Regions from separate parts of the Pan troglodytes genome. Here region 1 is linked to region 2. A link is a contact called in public Hi-C data. All regions are on one chromosome and are shown on one strand. The core of a region is the stretch at or near the end of the contact, and the rest is flanking DNA. Distances in the headings are between cores, read along the strand shown.

The links. A called contact is a pair of places that touch in the nucleus more often than the background predicts.
Region 1: a Hi-C map of stem cell-derived neural progenitor cells shows a contact between it and region 2, with 7 times the contacts expected there. The contact joins two enhancer-like sites. A contact is called at or near these places in 4 of 7 Hi-C or Micro-C datasets (blood, induced pluripotent stem cells and stem cell-derived neural progenitor cells) and 1 of 1 datasets of contacts at active chromatin or transcription factors (stem cell-derived excitatory neurons).

The regions. Positions count from the first base shown.
Region 1 is chr4:34,206,474-34,213,194 of NHGRI_mPanTro3-v2.0_pri, forward strand. No RefSeq gene overlaps it. Among named protein-coding and RNA genes, the nearest start is that of SSBP2, 99 kb to the right of the region's middle. Within about 2 kb of position 2,073, at least 22 of the 24 cell types and tissues checked have an H3K27ac peak or open chromatin away from gene starts, as enhancers often do. A contact at or near this core is called in induced pluripotent stem cells, stem cell-derived excitatory neurons and stem cell-derived neural progenitor cells, where this site is marked.
Region 2 is chr4:33,888,465-33,895,349 of NHGRI_mPanTro3-v2.0_pri, forward strand. ATG10 (autophagy related 10) reads right to left here. Exons shown (of 8, transcript XM_003310661.6): 4 at 5,454-5,592. Among named protein-coding and RNA genes, the nearest start is that of RPS23, 110 kb to the left of the region's middle. Within about 2 kb of position 3,912, at least 16 of the 24 cell types and tissues checked have an H3K27ac peak or open chromatin away from gene starts, as enhancers often do. A contact at or near this core is called in induced pluripotent stem cells, stem cell-derived excitatory neurons and stem cell-derived neural progenitor cells, where this site is marked.

The DNA of each region.
Region 1 (6,721 bases), core at 823-3,322, 320 kb after region 2:
TTACACTATGACAGATGAACAACCAGGGCAAATAATTCATGCACATGGAGTTGGAAATGGAATTCTCCACATGTCCTTCATTCACCTGTCCACACTGAGGTCCAATATGTTGAGTAGTACTTTGTGGACTATAAGAAAATAAGTAAATAGAAATACCACCCGAAGAACAGGAGTCTGAATAAATAATTAAGGGAAATTTTTGAGGCATGGCCAAGGGGAAAATTTTACTGTAGTGAATAGCCAAACTTTTCAAAAAACACATTTCTCTCTGCCCTGCCACCATCCCCCCACCGTGTGTGTGTGTGTGTGTGTGTGTGTGTGTGTGTGTGTAGGCGCGCGCGCATTTAAGGACTGCCTGCTCTATAACTGTATTTTAATGCATTTGATTTCTGTTTGTCCAAAGTACCTTCCAGTTTCAAGAAACGCCCCGGTTATATTTTCTTCAGATTTTGTTTTTTGTTTAAGGTAAGCTGGCCCCTTAAGACTGATACAATTTTCCAGTTTAGGGCAGTTTGAAAAAGAGGAGAAAGCATCTTGCTTCTTGATATTGAAGATACATGACTGTAGACCTAATTTTCCTAAAAACATACTCACTAACAGATGACCAACAAGAAGAGAAAATTCAGCTCTTCGCTTCCTAAATGGATGAAACCTGCCTCCCCACTCCCACAATATCATAGTGGGATAATGAGTAATATTAATCTCTTCAGAGATATTTACTCACTCCGACTTATTTTTGAAGAGTAGAGAAGAATGTTGCTGCACCCACAGGTGGACAGATACTGAACTCTCTCAGCCGCCCCATCTGCCTGGACACCACGTGGGGTATTACCGCAACCCCCTTTCTGTTCTCCCCTGTTTGAGTGCAGTACTAGTGGCTTTCCGAAGCAGATACAAAGTTATTATCAGTGTCTGAAGTTCCAGCCCCTCCACAAAAGCCTGTGGCCCCCAAGTAGCACCCCTTCATGAATGCCTGTGTCTCAACTCTGCAAGGCCGACCTTGTCCTCTCCATCATCTGAGCAGGATTGACCCTGTCCGGGTAAAACTATGGAATGGAAAGTGTTAATCAGAGTCCCCAGGCGCTGGTGGAGCACCTGGAGCATCTCAGCAGGGGAGCAACTGGAAACCACAAACATCAAACTGTGTTGCTGCAACTTGAACTAAACGCCGAGACCTGGCTGAGGAAGTCAGTTAAGTTTAGACCAAATGGTCTTAATCAAGGATACCAGAATAGACCTCTCAAAGACAGAAATGATGGTACATCCCTGCCCTCCAATCCTATGGAATTTTTTTAAATGTTGCAATTTAAGTCTCAGAATACATTTTATGACCCCAATGCCCTTTATTCCGAAAGATGCCGTGAGATGTCTGCAGAAATGTCCTGCAGGAGTGTGGAGAGCACAGTGGGCGTCCCGGCCCTCCCAGCTTTGCCTCGCCATCACTTCCACATAACCTTTGTTGCGGGGTCGGGGGACCCAAAGCCACCTTCGCCCCTGTCCGTACATCCTCCAAACAAGCAGCAGCCAAGAGGCTGCAGGACCCACTCGCCGGCCCCCAGCCCCAGCCGCCTTCCCGCCCCCAGCTCTAGCTGCCCGCCTGCCGCCTCCGCTGCCCCTTCCTCACTCCCCACCCGGGGGGCCGTCTCCCTTATCTCCATCCGCCCACCCCCCCGCCCACCCCACAGGCACTCTCAGACCCCACCAGCACATTCCTAACAGCTCCAGCTTTCCAGGAAAGCAAAAAAAAAAAAAAAAAAAAAGACCATAACATCACGGGCAGGTTTATTTGGGTTTGTTTATTTGCTTGTTGGATCGATTAAATACTCGTGGAAGGTGAACGTACCCCACACAGGAGAAGTTTGATGTTGACAAACTTCTGGTGGCAGCGAGACTGTGTCAGCACAACTTCCGGGATAATGAGAGCTGCTTTGCAGGGAGCGCGGCAGCCGCGGCGGGAGGCGGCCGCAGGACGGAACAGCAAATGCTATTCAGCCCGAGCAGTTTCAAGCCGCCCGAGCTGGGGAATTACTGTAGTCGAGCTACGGCTCCTACCACCGGCGCTGGATCTGGGCGCGCGTTAGGGGGGGAAGCTGCAGGCACAGGGCGCCGAGAGGGGAGCTTTCAAGTTACTTTGCTCCATCCCTGCACCCGGCAGAGGCTTGCAGGCTGCGTGGTAACTGCAAACATCTTGTTCCCTGCTTCTTTGGGCGGTCGCCCTGGAACCAACCAACTTTTCTCTCCCCCAAAACTCCCTCTTTGTTTCAAATAGGACTCTCCAAAATTTATTCTTGGGAAGACTGACAGCCGGGGTCAAGAAACAGCTGTTGAAGTTAATGTTTCTTCCTCCCACTTCGTCTGATGGTTGTGCCCTGCCAAGACAAAGTGAGAGGCACTGCCTGGTGGCTTCTTTAAACAGACATGCATTTAGCCAAAAAGGGTTGGGGTGGGGGTATATTTTCCTGCTTAACATACAATCTGATCAGAAATGCAACAGCATGTGCCTTTCAACTTGTGCTGATTACTTGCTGAAAAGATGCTGTAGCTTTTAGTTTTGAACACTTTGAGCATTGGGGGCGGGGATGGCGGGAGACATAGTGGTTGACACTTTCCATGTTTTGGTAAAGGGGCTAAAATTTTAAACCTTCCTCCCTCTGATCCACCTCTGGCCCTCTAAGAAAGAATGGCCTGGGGGAGGGAGAAAAGAGTTGCATTCCTTTGCAAGGTTTAAGTCACATTTCAAAATTCAAATCATTATGCAGAACAAGGGCTTGCCTAGAGCTAGGCAAACTGTTTTTATTTGGAGATGACCTAGGCCAAACCTTGGAGAGTGCTGGAGTTCCTGGTGGCTTTCTCCACACTAGGCCTGTGTCGTCTCTCCTTTCCCTTTTCCCTTACTCAGAGGGCATATTCTAGGGGGAAGCTGCCCTGTTCTTTGTGCTGCCTTCTCCAGGTGAAGGCTGATTTTAACACTGCCCTTCCTCCCCTTAGCGTTTTACAGCCCCTGTGAACTGCTGAGAGGCCCCTTGGGGTTGTCCTCCAGAGTTTCCCTCTCCTAACTGAGCATCTCCCAGGCATCTAGCCCTCTGTCGTGGGGGTGGGTGGACGGGAACTCTATTCCTTCCACATCAGAGAGCTTAACCACTCTTCCAACCCACCCATTCTCCTTTGGGAGTGCCAGGCTCATTTGGCCTCTCTCAGATGAAATCATATGAAGACATAAAAGGCCTTCCCTCTCCACCACCAGGTTATCCTGTCACCACATCGCAATGCAGTGCCATCACAAAGTGATATTGCATCAGGCCCAAGGATATTTTAGGAAGCTCTCAAGCTGGGTCCAACAAGCCTTCCATGCAGGCATCAGGACCACACTGCCAAATTCAAGGCTGCAGAGCTGCTGGGCAGGTGTCAGTGATGTCCTCTAGTCTCAGTTATTCTCTTCTCTATTCTCTACTCCACCTCCCCCACCTGCATGCCTTCCACCAGGCAGGTCCACTTTCAGACTCCCCCAATACTCTCTTTGCCCAGCTCCCAGAGGCCACTACTTTTGCTTTTCCTCCTGTTTTCTTTGCAAAGTGTTCCAGCACACCTTCTGATGTATTTCCTGTTTTTCTGCCTATCATGGTCACTCACTGAAACCTTAATTAATATTTGCTCATATTAACTGTAAATCAACTAAATTACACTTGGAGCTGCAATGGCTGCAGCACACACAGTCTCCAATTTGGGTGTCTGCATGCCACAGGCCTCCCCAACTTGTTGGACTTGGGTGAACTTTTCTCATTCCCTCAGACTCTGGATCTCCCAGCTTGGTTGGCACAAGGGCAGCGGCCAAGAATCCAGGCACCACCCTCAGCAAGTGCCCCTTCTCTGAGTCCTGCTAATGCAATCCAGCAGCCAATTGACTTAAATTCCTTCCGCTTTATTGTTCTCCATCCTCAGAGAGGCCAACCTCAGCATCTAGCGGGGCTGTGAGGCAGACCTCCTCTGATCCTGGAGTTGTAATCCCCCACTGCTGGCTCCTGCAGTTTTATTACAGCCTCCTTTTTTTCTAAGATTGACAGATATAAACCTCCAGTGTGGAGGCCTGCAACAGCACCCTTAAAGGCTTCTTTGTGTAGAAATGTAACCTTAGGGCAAAGTCGGCCCAGCTCCAGGAAGGGCACATTATCCTGCTACAGGGAAGTACTGTGCTGAGACAGACCTGGAGATTTCTTCTAATGGCTGGGGACCTGGGAACCTCCCAGGGACAATACCTTCTTCCTCTAAGTAGAATATAGGCTTGTCTAATTTTACTGGGAGTGGGAATGGGGGTGGGGGACATTGAAGGGAAGGGGATGCTGGAAGAGACCTGTAATGACTGTTCAGGGAACTCTGCATGCAACTGGAAGAAACAGATGTCCTTTTTTTCAGGGAGCGGGTCTCTAAATGCAACCACTTATGAAGCCCCCATGAGTGGAAGCACTGTCCGAGTCAGAGGGAGTTAGCACCATTTGCTTCTCTTGGAGCTGATGCTACGGTTTCCATTCCCAAGCAGAATGCCTTTGGATCATTTAGAGGATCTGATCTCTAGGCAGGTGTTGGGTTAGACACATTATTCCAAAAGCAAGGGTGAAAAGGTGCAGAATCTTAATTTACCATGCAGGATTATAGTCAGATTTAAATCAGGTAGAATCATTAAGGGATTTAGAGCCAGAGTCTTTTTCCAAAGAGAAAAAGGACTGAATAATTCTCTTTCGTTGAAGTATAGTGAGGTCAGGAGTGTAGCATCTTACACTTGGGGTTTTTTTCCTCTAGCTTTAAAAGGTTGGCTTATACTTTCAGTCAGTCAATTAGAACAGTAATAGAGTATCAAATGTATATGATTAGGCACTAACTTCCATATAGACTAGTGCAAAAACGAAGAGATGAAGGTGTGTACTTGTCATTACAAAGGGCCCCCTATGGGAACTGGGACGGCACCTTGGTTAAGGGACAAGTGAGATGCAGCTAGTTAGAAAAGATGAATTTGGAATCAGGAGAGGTAAGAAACACATGAATACAATTTCTATGGAATCTAGTTGAGATGTGGGTGTTGAGTCCTACAGCTCCAGGAGCTGGAGTTACTAGTATAGAGAGGTTAACACAATGCTTTTAGTCAAAGTTTTTGAAATACATATTCTCACAGAGTCAAGAACATGGACAGTGCAGGAAATGGAAAGGAGAAGATATCTTCAGATGGTATTTGAGATTACAGAATGTGGACAGAAATAAAAATACATATGCAATTATTTTTCCCCTTCCCTTTTCCTCCTAAATCTAGGCAGGAGTTTAACTTTGGATTGAAAGGCTCCCTGTTGTTCTTCCTCCTCTAGCTTCTCCTCTAGTTACCCCATCCACACTCCAGTTCTGGTTTTGAGCAGAGCTGCAATTGTCCTTTGTACGGAATTGCATGAAATCCTGTGCTGGTTTTCTAATGTGGGAAAATGTCTACTAGGGAGGCTAAGACCACCAAACTAGTTTCATTATAACCCAAGGTACACTTAAATCCAGCCCTTCAGTGGTGGGCAATTGGCCCAGCAAACTCTTCCTCTATAGTACTCATTAAAATGTTATTTACATTTTACAATATGGTCCCAAGCCATAAGTCGGGATTTTGTCTTGGCAAATAGAAAAGAATACTCTTGTGACACCTGGGCCTGCAAAGTTTTAACTTATACGATGGACCCGTTGGTGATTTGCAAAACAAGATCACAGCATTTGAGAATGAGACCTTCATCCCATTTTGGTTCAGAGAAGTGAGGAAAAGGGAGGAATAAATGAAAAACATATGATCACAAATTTAAACTTATCAGCCAAATACAGATTAAATTTACCTACCTCTTAAAAGTGGATTTAATGTGTGCCAAAAGTACAAAATGAACAACTGAAGAAAGCACATTTTATACTTTAGTGCTGAACCTACAGCAAAGGTAGAAAGTCTTCATAACTACACCCATTCTCTTTGCCTTAGAACTCTCATTCACATGACCAGATTCATTCCAGATCAACAACAGTACCACTAATCCCAGTCTCTTTTCGGTAAACCAAACTGTCTGAATTCTTACCTCAACAAGTCAAATTAAATTAACATTTTAATGATATGTTTCTGCCATTGTTCATGCTTCATAAAGTAACTTGCTTTATTTGACTCAAGGCAACAAGGCTAAACAAGCAGTTTTAAAAAAATGGATCTTTGCCAGGTCTGGAAATTCAGTTTCCTTGAGTTCTTCTGAGACAGCAAAGATTCTTCAGAGACTATAAGCCCAACTGTACAATGCTACCACATTTCCAAGACTACCATTAAGAATTACAGATAGCACTAGTTATAAGAACAATTTTTTGCAACATCCTCATGAAGTCTAAATGAAAATCAGAGGCCATTTCTCAAATGGCAATAGGCCAAACATCTAAGGCCTCTGGAGATGCTTGACATCTTGCCATGTGTCATCACAATCAAATCCTGGGTAGGGTATTCTCGTCTGAGTTTCACTGACTACCAGTAAGGGGCATGTGCAGAATAATAAATGATTCAATGATTAGTGCTCCAGTTAGAACCTAATGTGCCTAATAACATTCCAGGGAAGAGGGAATGGGAAATATATATCAAAGATGGCTTCAGCTCTTCGCCTGTCAACAGCCTGGTGATAGCGGGTTGGGGAGCCACCTTAATTCAGTGGTTTGTATGATTCTGGCATTATTGTGA
Region 2 (6,885 bases), core at 2,662-5,161:
CACCTTTCCTTTAGTACATTTTCAAAACAGGGCTTGATTTTTCAATGAGATTCTATTGCTATCATATGTTCTAACCCAGCATGTGACTTCTATCCTAATTCCCCAAAATGTTTCAAACATTTACATGGCTCAACAAATAATTCTCACTAGATTTCCTCTGTTATTTGGACTTTTCAGTTTGAATATATTTGTATTAGTTAGATAACTTTTCATTATTCTTAAAAATAACTTTCACTGTTTGCTCTTCAAATTCATTTCAATCCCTAGAATCTCTTTTTAATTCACCAAAATTCATGTTATGGTTCATTATCATGACCTTGGCTAGATTTACTGTCTACATAAACATATGTGTAACATAAATATAAATACACGAACTTTCTTAAAGATTCTTTACAATTAAGACTCTAAATTAAATTATCTGTCAAATAATTTTCTATTTTCTGTTCACTGTAGTAATTAACTAGAGTCGTTTTTGCCCCAGTCTTAAAATACTTCTCTAATCCACTATTTTTCTTCCTATTCAACAAGCTGCCTTAACCATAACTCTTACCGTACTTGCAATAATACATCTTTCCCCGAAAATATGTTCTTTCCAACTCATTTTCTCTAAGAGGTTATTGTTTTTAAATTGTTATTAATAACAACAACAATGAAAAAGCCAAATCCTTTTTTTTTTTTTTCCAAATTTCACTCTCACCCTTCAATTCCTTTTCTTTCTGTTTTACTCAGGCACAATTTCTAGGACATCCTTCCTCTGGTCTCATTCACTTCTGCTCAAACTCTTTCACTTTTTCTTTATATCTTCCAACCCCTTCCTAACCATTATCTCTTCCATAATTTGACCTCAACATATCTTTTCAACTATTTCTTCCGTAAGTCATCCTAAGTTAGCCCCTACTCCAAACTGGTCCTTCACTGTTCTCCAAATATGGTGGGCTCTCTCCAGCCCCCATAGCTTGGCACTCACTCTCCTCCCCTTCTACAGTGCTTTTCCTAACCTCTTCAAGAAACCCAACCTGTGGCTGTCCTCTACAAGTTGTTGGACAGAGCTATGGATATTCTACTTTTATTCTTCGGCTTCCTCCAACCCCCATCTTTCCTGTTTTGCTGTCATTCTCCTCTATGCACTCCAAAGATGTCCTCTTATTGCAAACCACAGACAATCCTTTTCCTGCTTGATGATTTATATGCTGCTTTAATTCCAAACTTTCCATTATTCTTTCTTTATCATGGCGTTTATCTTAGTTTGGTTCATGCTGCCTTTGAGAAGGAACTATTCTTTGATTATTTCTTTTGCCCTGTTTCTCCATGAGCATCCTTCAGGCCTACAACAAGTGGACAAATCTTTCACATGAAATATTTAGGCTACATTTTTAATTCTATACCCTTATTTCCTGGGCCAATAATAGAATGGTCTCCATAAAGGACAGCCATTCCTTTGCTGAATGGAGGAAAAGATTCCTCCTCTATTCAAATGCAGCCCTGCTGACTAATTAAAGAAATATGTCAAAACAGCTCCCAAGAAGAACCCATATGTCATCCAAAGAATTAAATGTTTTGAAAATAAGAAGAACCACTTGGTCCATTTTTCAATAGAGACTGAGAACAAATGAAAAGAAAGAGATGAATCAGAATTCAAGATGAAATAAATATAGAAATCTCTAGCTAAATGTAAGAAGAAAATATTTAAGCCTAGGCCTCTGGTAAGGCAAAAGGCCATTATGTATGTGCCTAAGGGTTTTACCACCTTTGTAACATTTGCCACTATCTTTTGATCAAAGCTGAGCCCTCAAAAGGGAAAATGAGACATAAAAATGTCAGGGAATAAGAATGGTAGGGAATGGATAGAAGGCTTTGGCATGATACAAAAAATTCTTTAATATGGTATGCTTCAAAAACAGTGGGAAAAAAAGAAAAAAAAACAGCATGCACTTGAAGATGTCAACGCTTTGTGGGAGTGGATTTACTAAACTGTAAGGCACTATTCCAATGTAGGCTATTTATTATTACTCAACAGACGTGCAATTATGTCTCACCCTCTCCTGAGTGACAAAGGGTATTAACTGTGTCCCACCACCTCTCCCAAACCTACAATGACAAAAGTAGTTAGAGAAAAACAGAACATTGGGATGGAAGGGCTTATTTCTTCTCTTAAATCCACGTTGCCCACTTGGTAACTGAGCTCCTGTACACCAAAGTAGTAGAAATGAGAGGCAGAAGCAGAATGCTGTCTCAACTTGGCTGTCTGCCTTCAAGGATTAAATAAAAATACGTGTTTATAGAAGTGGAACAGCTGCTTCAGCTAGTTTGGATACCCACTTTTGAGTCCTCAGGATGTTCTATTTTTCTAAGTCCACTACTCCTATAGTCTCTGAAAAGTATCAGACTAAAGAGTAAAGATACATAGATGGTTTGGGTCTTAGGTCTCCTGGAGACAACAGAATTACTTCCTCTTTCAAAACCTGGCATAGCAGTTGAAGTAGGCACCATCACAATGTTTCCATTCTTGGGCTATATTTTTTAAATGACTAGAAATTCTTCATTATCGTTTCACTTAACAAATACTTGATGCTGTGCCACAGTTGAATAAGCCATATATATACATACATATATCTTATACATGTATACACACAAAGCCATAAATAAAGCTTCTCACTTTGTAGGCACTCAGTATCAATTTCCTTCACTCTTGTTTTTACCTTGAAGCTCTATGTTCCAGCATATCATTTTATAGATATAAACAAATATTTCTGCTATAGTACAAATTGTGATATAATAGAATATATGATATGATATGACATGACATGACATGCGAGCGACAAGAATAGATGGCATGTTAACTGAGTCTTGGGCTACTAGTAATTGGCCTGGTGGAAACTGGACCATATAAAGAAAAGGAACTCAAAGTCTAAGGGATTTGCATTTCGAGAACCAGAGTAAAGATTTCTTCTGAAATCTAAACAAGTTGATACAAGAAAGGGTAATGTAAATTTAAATGGAAACTATTTATTACTTGTTTTGCTTTTCCTTAAAAAAATAGGTACAGGGAGAAAATTTAGAGCAAAGCAGAGAAATTAATTTGTACTAACAATCAAATGCAAAAGAAATTATAAATATCTGTCAAAAACAAGGCTAAGTGAACTATTTTTGAAGCAACAACAACAAAAAAAGACCCCTGGGCAAGAAATTTTACAGTCATCCTCTTTCTAGGTCGGAACTCTCTTAGAATGAGACAAAGAAAAATCCGGGCCTGGAATAAGAGGAAGACATTAGGAATCCTTTCACCACACTGACAGAGATTTGTTTAACAAACAGATGAAGGGCCAGAGTAATCAGATATCACAGGAAGAAGTAAGGAGAATAAAAAAGACTGGGGGGGAATGAATGAAAAATTGTGACTCCAGAGTAAAGGTTGATACATTTTAAAAATATCCATGAGGTTAAGTTAGGTGGAAAGAAAAAATAAATTATTAGAATATGATAAAGGAAAGAAAGAACCATTCTTCATGTTTCTCCACCAGAAAACATTCAGTATGCTGCACAAAAATTAAATTTGATATTTTAATGTACCTGAACAAGCACTATATGAATTCTGGGCCAAAATAAAATTTTAAATTCCTAATACCCACTCTACACAACACAAAGCAGTGGTGGTGGGGGGTGAATGCTTCTACATAAAAACAAATGACTTGTTTTGGTTTACCTTTATAAGGCATAAATGGAGGGCATTGTAAAAGTATACGAATAGAAGCCAAGAATGCTAATTGTGTTTTTTTAAAAGAATAGAAAATCGTGAAGAAAGGATCACAGAAACTACACCAATGTCATTAAAATATAATTGGACTTGCAGGAACAATTACTGTGCTGTACTGTAAGGGGAGCTGTTGGCACATAAGAGCAAAGCACACATATGAGCTCATCAGCCGGCCTTGGCAAGACCCACTTCCAGCTAGAAGCAGTCATGTTTCAACACCTCTGATTCCCTAATGCTGACAAGCTAAACAACTTGTTTTGTCTCTGGGAGCTCTTCTCTGGTGATTAACTGCTTATGGTGAATACTAATTATATGAAAGTACAGTATTGAAGAAGTAATGTCCTATTTCCTCTACCTGCAGCCTCGACTTGTCTCTGAATCTAGAAGGCAGAGCCATTGCAAACCAGAACCAAGAAAGACATTTTCCTCCCCCTGAATAAACAAATATATCTCCTATTTTTTAGTATAGCACAGCTCACTGACAAGAAACTTCCTTTAACCTCTGGGCTCCAAACCAAATATAATTACCATAAAATGAGTGTTTTAAAGGCTTGTAATAATTATATGGATAAATCCACAGCAAGAGTTTGTGAATTAGTGAACTATCAGTGTCCTCCATTCCCCATGTCCCATGTTGAAAATTTACCCCAAATTGTCAGTTCTTAGGAACTGCACCTCAGATTAAAATCTTCTCACCAGGGAGTCTATGAGAATTTCTTCTTGTGTTTTAAATCCTAAGTGCTTGTTAAACTGCCAACACTGCAAAATTAGAGACCATTAAACAATATAACAGCAAGTGATTAAATCTACCAAACATACATTCAAGCAGCTTAAGCTACTTTTTAATTAAAAATAAAATATCATTGGCTAAATTCAGATGTCTTAGCTATCCAGAAAAAAGTCAGAAGGCTGTTCAAAATGCACAATGCTGCTGATAAGGCCAGATACAAAAGGAGAAATAGGGCAAGGGGTTGGCTGAACAGGAGGCTCATCTTGGTCCCTGGGCCTGGGTGGCAGCACATCCCAATGCTGACCCGATTTAGGCAGTGGACTCTAAGCGGAAAGTCATGGCTGTGCTGCAGAGTGAGGACGCCATGTGGCTGCTGATTAAATAAGCTTTATTAGCTAAGGCCTCCAAGGAGACAGGGTATTCCACCTTCTTGGCAGGGGAATGAGTTGAGGAACAGCATCACAGGAAGCTAAGGCATTGGAGATGTATAGATGGCTGAAGGAAATGTTAGTGCTATTTTTAAATACAGCTTAAGCTAATTGATAAACATTTCTTAAAATAATTATTAGCTTTTGGGGAAGGAGGCACAGGGGCTTCTGAGTTAATTGGATCATCTGAGATTAAAATAAATTTTTACTGTAAAGTTAGAAGTAAATAAACATTGTAGCTTTAAGTTGTTCCTACTTGTTTAAAGTAAAGAAAAGAAAAAGGGCCAGGGGGCCTAGTCAACTTCAGGCAAAAGGCCAAGAATCTGAAGATCAGACTTAAGGCTGAGATGATATCATTCACGCTGAAGTCTTGATACCCTTTCTGAAGCATGAGAAAATTTACTGGTAAAACCTTACCTCACCCACAGTTTTCTCATTTTTAACTCTATTTTTTTTCCTCTGGAGAATAATTTTCCAAATATGCTTTTTGCTTTATATGTAAATGTTATAAATTTACTTTTAGCTTCAGACATGGTCTTACCTAAAAAGCTTGCCCTAAAGTAAAGTACAGGCACTTGGTGGCTACAGGAATATAAGACATGATACTCATATTTAATCACTTCGGACGCTGCTGCAGTTTCAATCACTTCACAATCATCCAAGGGTAGCTCGAAAGCCTCCTGAAAAAAAGCAAAAACAAAACGAAAACGGGTTTCTTAATAAGAAAAGTACTAACATGGAGAGGAAAAGAGGAGATTTTCTTCTCACAAAATAACAGTTAAATAAATATAAGGCTATGAGGCAAGGAAAAGGGAGTTTCCCATATTAATGTTTAACATTTGAGTCCTGGGTAAATAGTAAAACCAGAAAACATTAGCATTAAGTAATTCCAGATTGTTTTTGAGACACAAAGAGGCTCTGGATAAAGAAAAAGGAAAAAAAATCTGAAAAGATCTATTGCCTGAAAAATCTTTACTGTACAATTTTAGCAACAAGATGATGGCTATATAAGCTACCTTCTTCCCTACCTGTGAAAGCTAAAAACATCCTAACAATTGAACAAGAGGCTGTGAAATGTCCCTAAAGATTCTATTGTACTTGCCAAAAGATGATTCACTGTGTGCTGAACAATTCCCAGTTCCATTTTGAATAAGAAAGTTATTTTGCAAGAGGTTGAATTTGTTAGGTATATTTCAAAACCTGAGATGATTCTGTTTTCTTCATTATTGTGCTATCTTTGGTATATTTCTACAATAAATCTTGATTTATAATAGAGTAGATGGCAAATATTAATGTCAACTTGAACAGAGTTTTGTAAGCAGAGATGATGATAGTCATCTCACTTCTCACCTGATCATTTTTTACTGGTTGATTTTTGTGTGTGGGGCTTTTAAAAGAATGTACCTTACTGTTTAGAAGCAATTAATTGGACATGTTGAGTCAGACCCTGGTTCCATCCACTTTCACTTATTTATTGGGGTCGAAGAATTTCCTTTGAAATTAAATTAGTACTAGAAGGAATGAAGCAGGTTGGTTTAGCTCATTTCTACCTCTCATTAAAACAGTAACAACAATGAACAATCAGAAATAACTAAGGAAAGATTTCATACTTTATCAATATGAAATAAGGTTTCCTGTGGAGATAAGCAAAGCCCCAGACTACTTTCAAGATCTGTATCTCCTTTACAGATAATTCTGTAATTCCCTACTCACAGTCAGTTCACTGGGGAGATATTACAATGGATAAATCACAACTGGAGATGTTTACAAAATATTTTTCACTAAACTCCAGTAAACACCATCAATTAAACATAATAAAATAACCAGAAAGAAATCATGGAAATAAATATGCCAGATACAGAAAATTAATACAGTAGCAAGAAAAAGATTTTTCTATTTTGTTTTGTTTTTTAATTTTCACTAGGCATAGGTATCTGTACCTTCTATTACATCAATTCTTTTAACCAAATTCT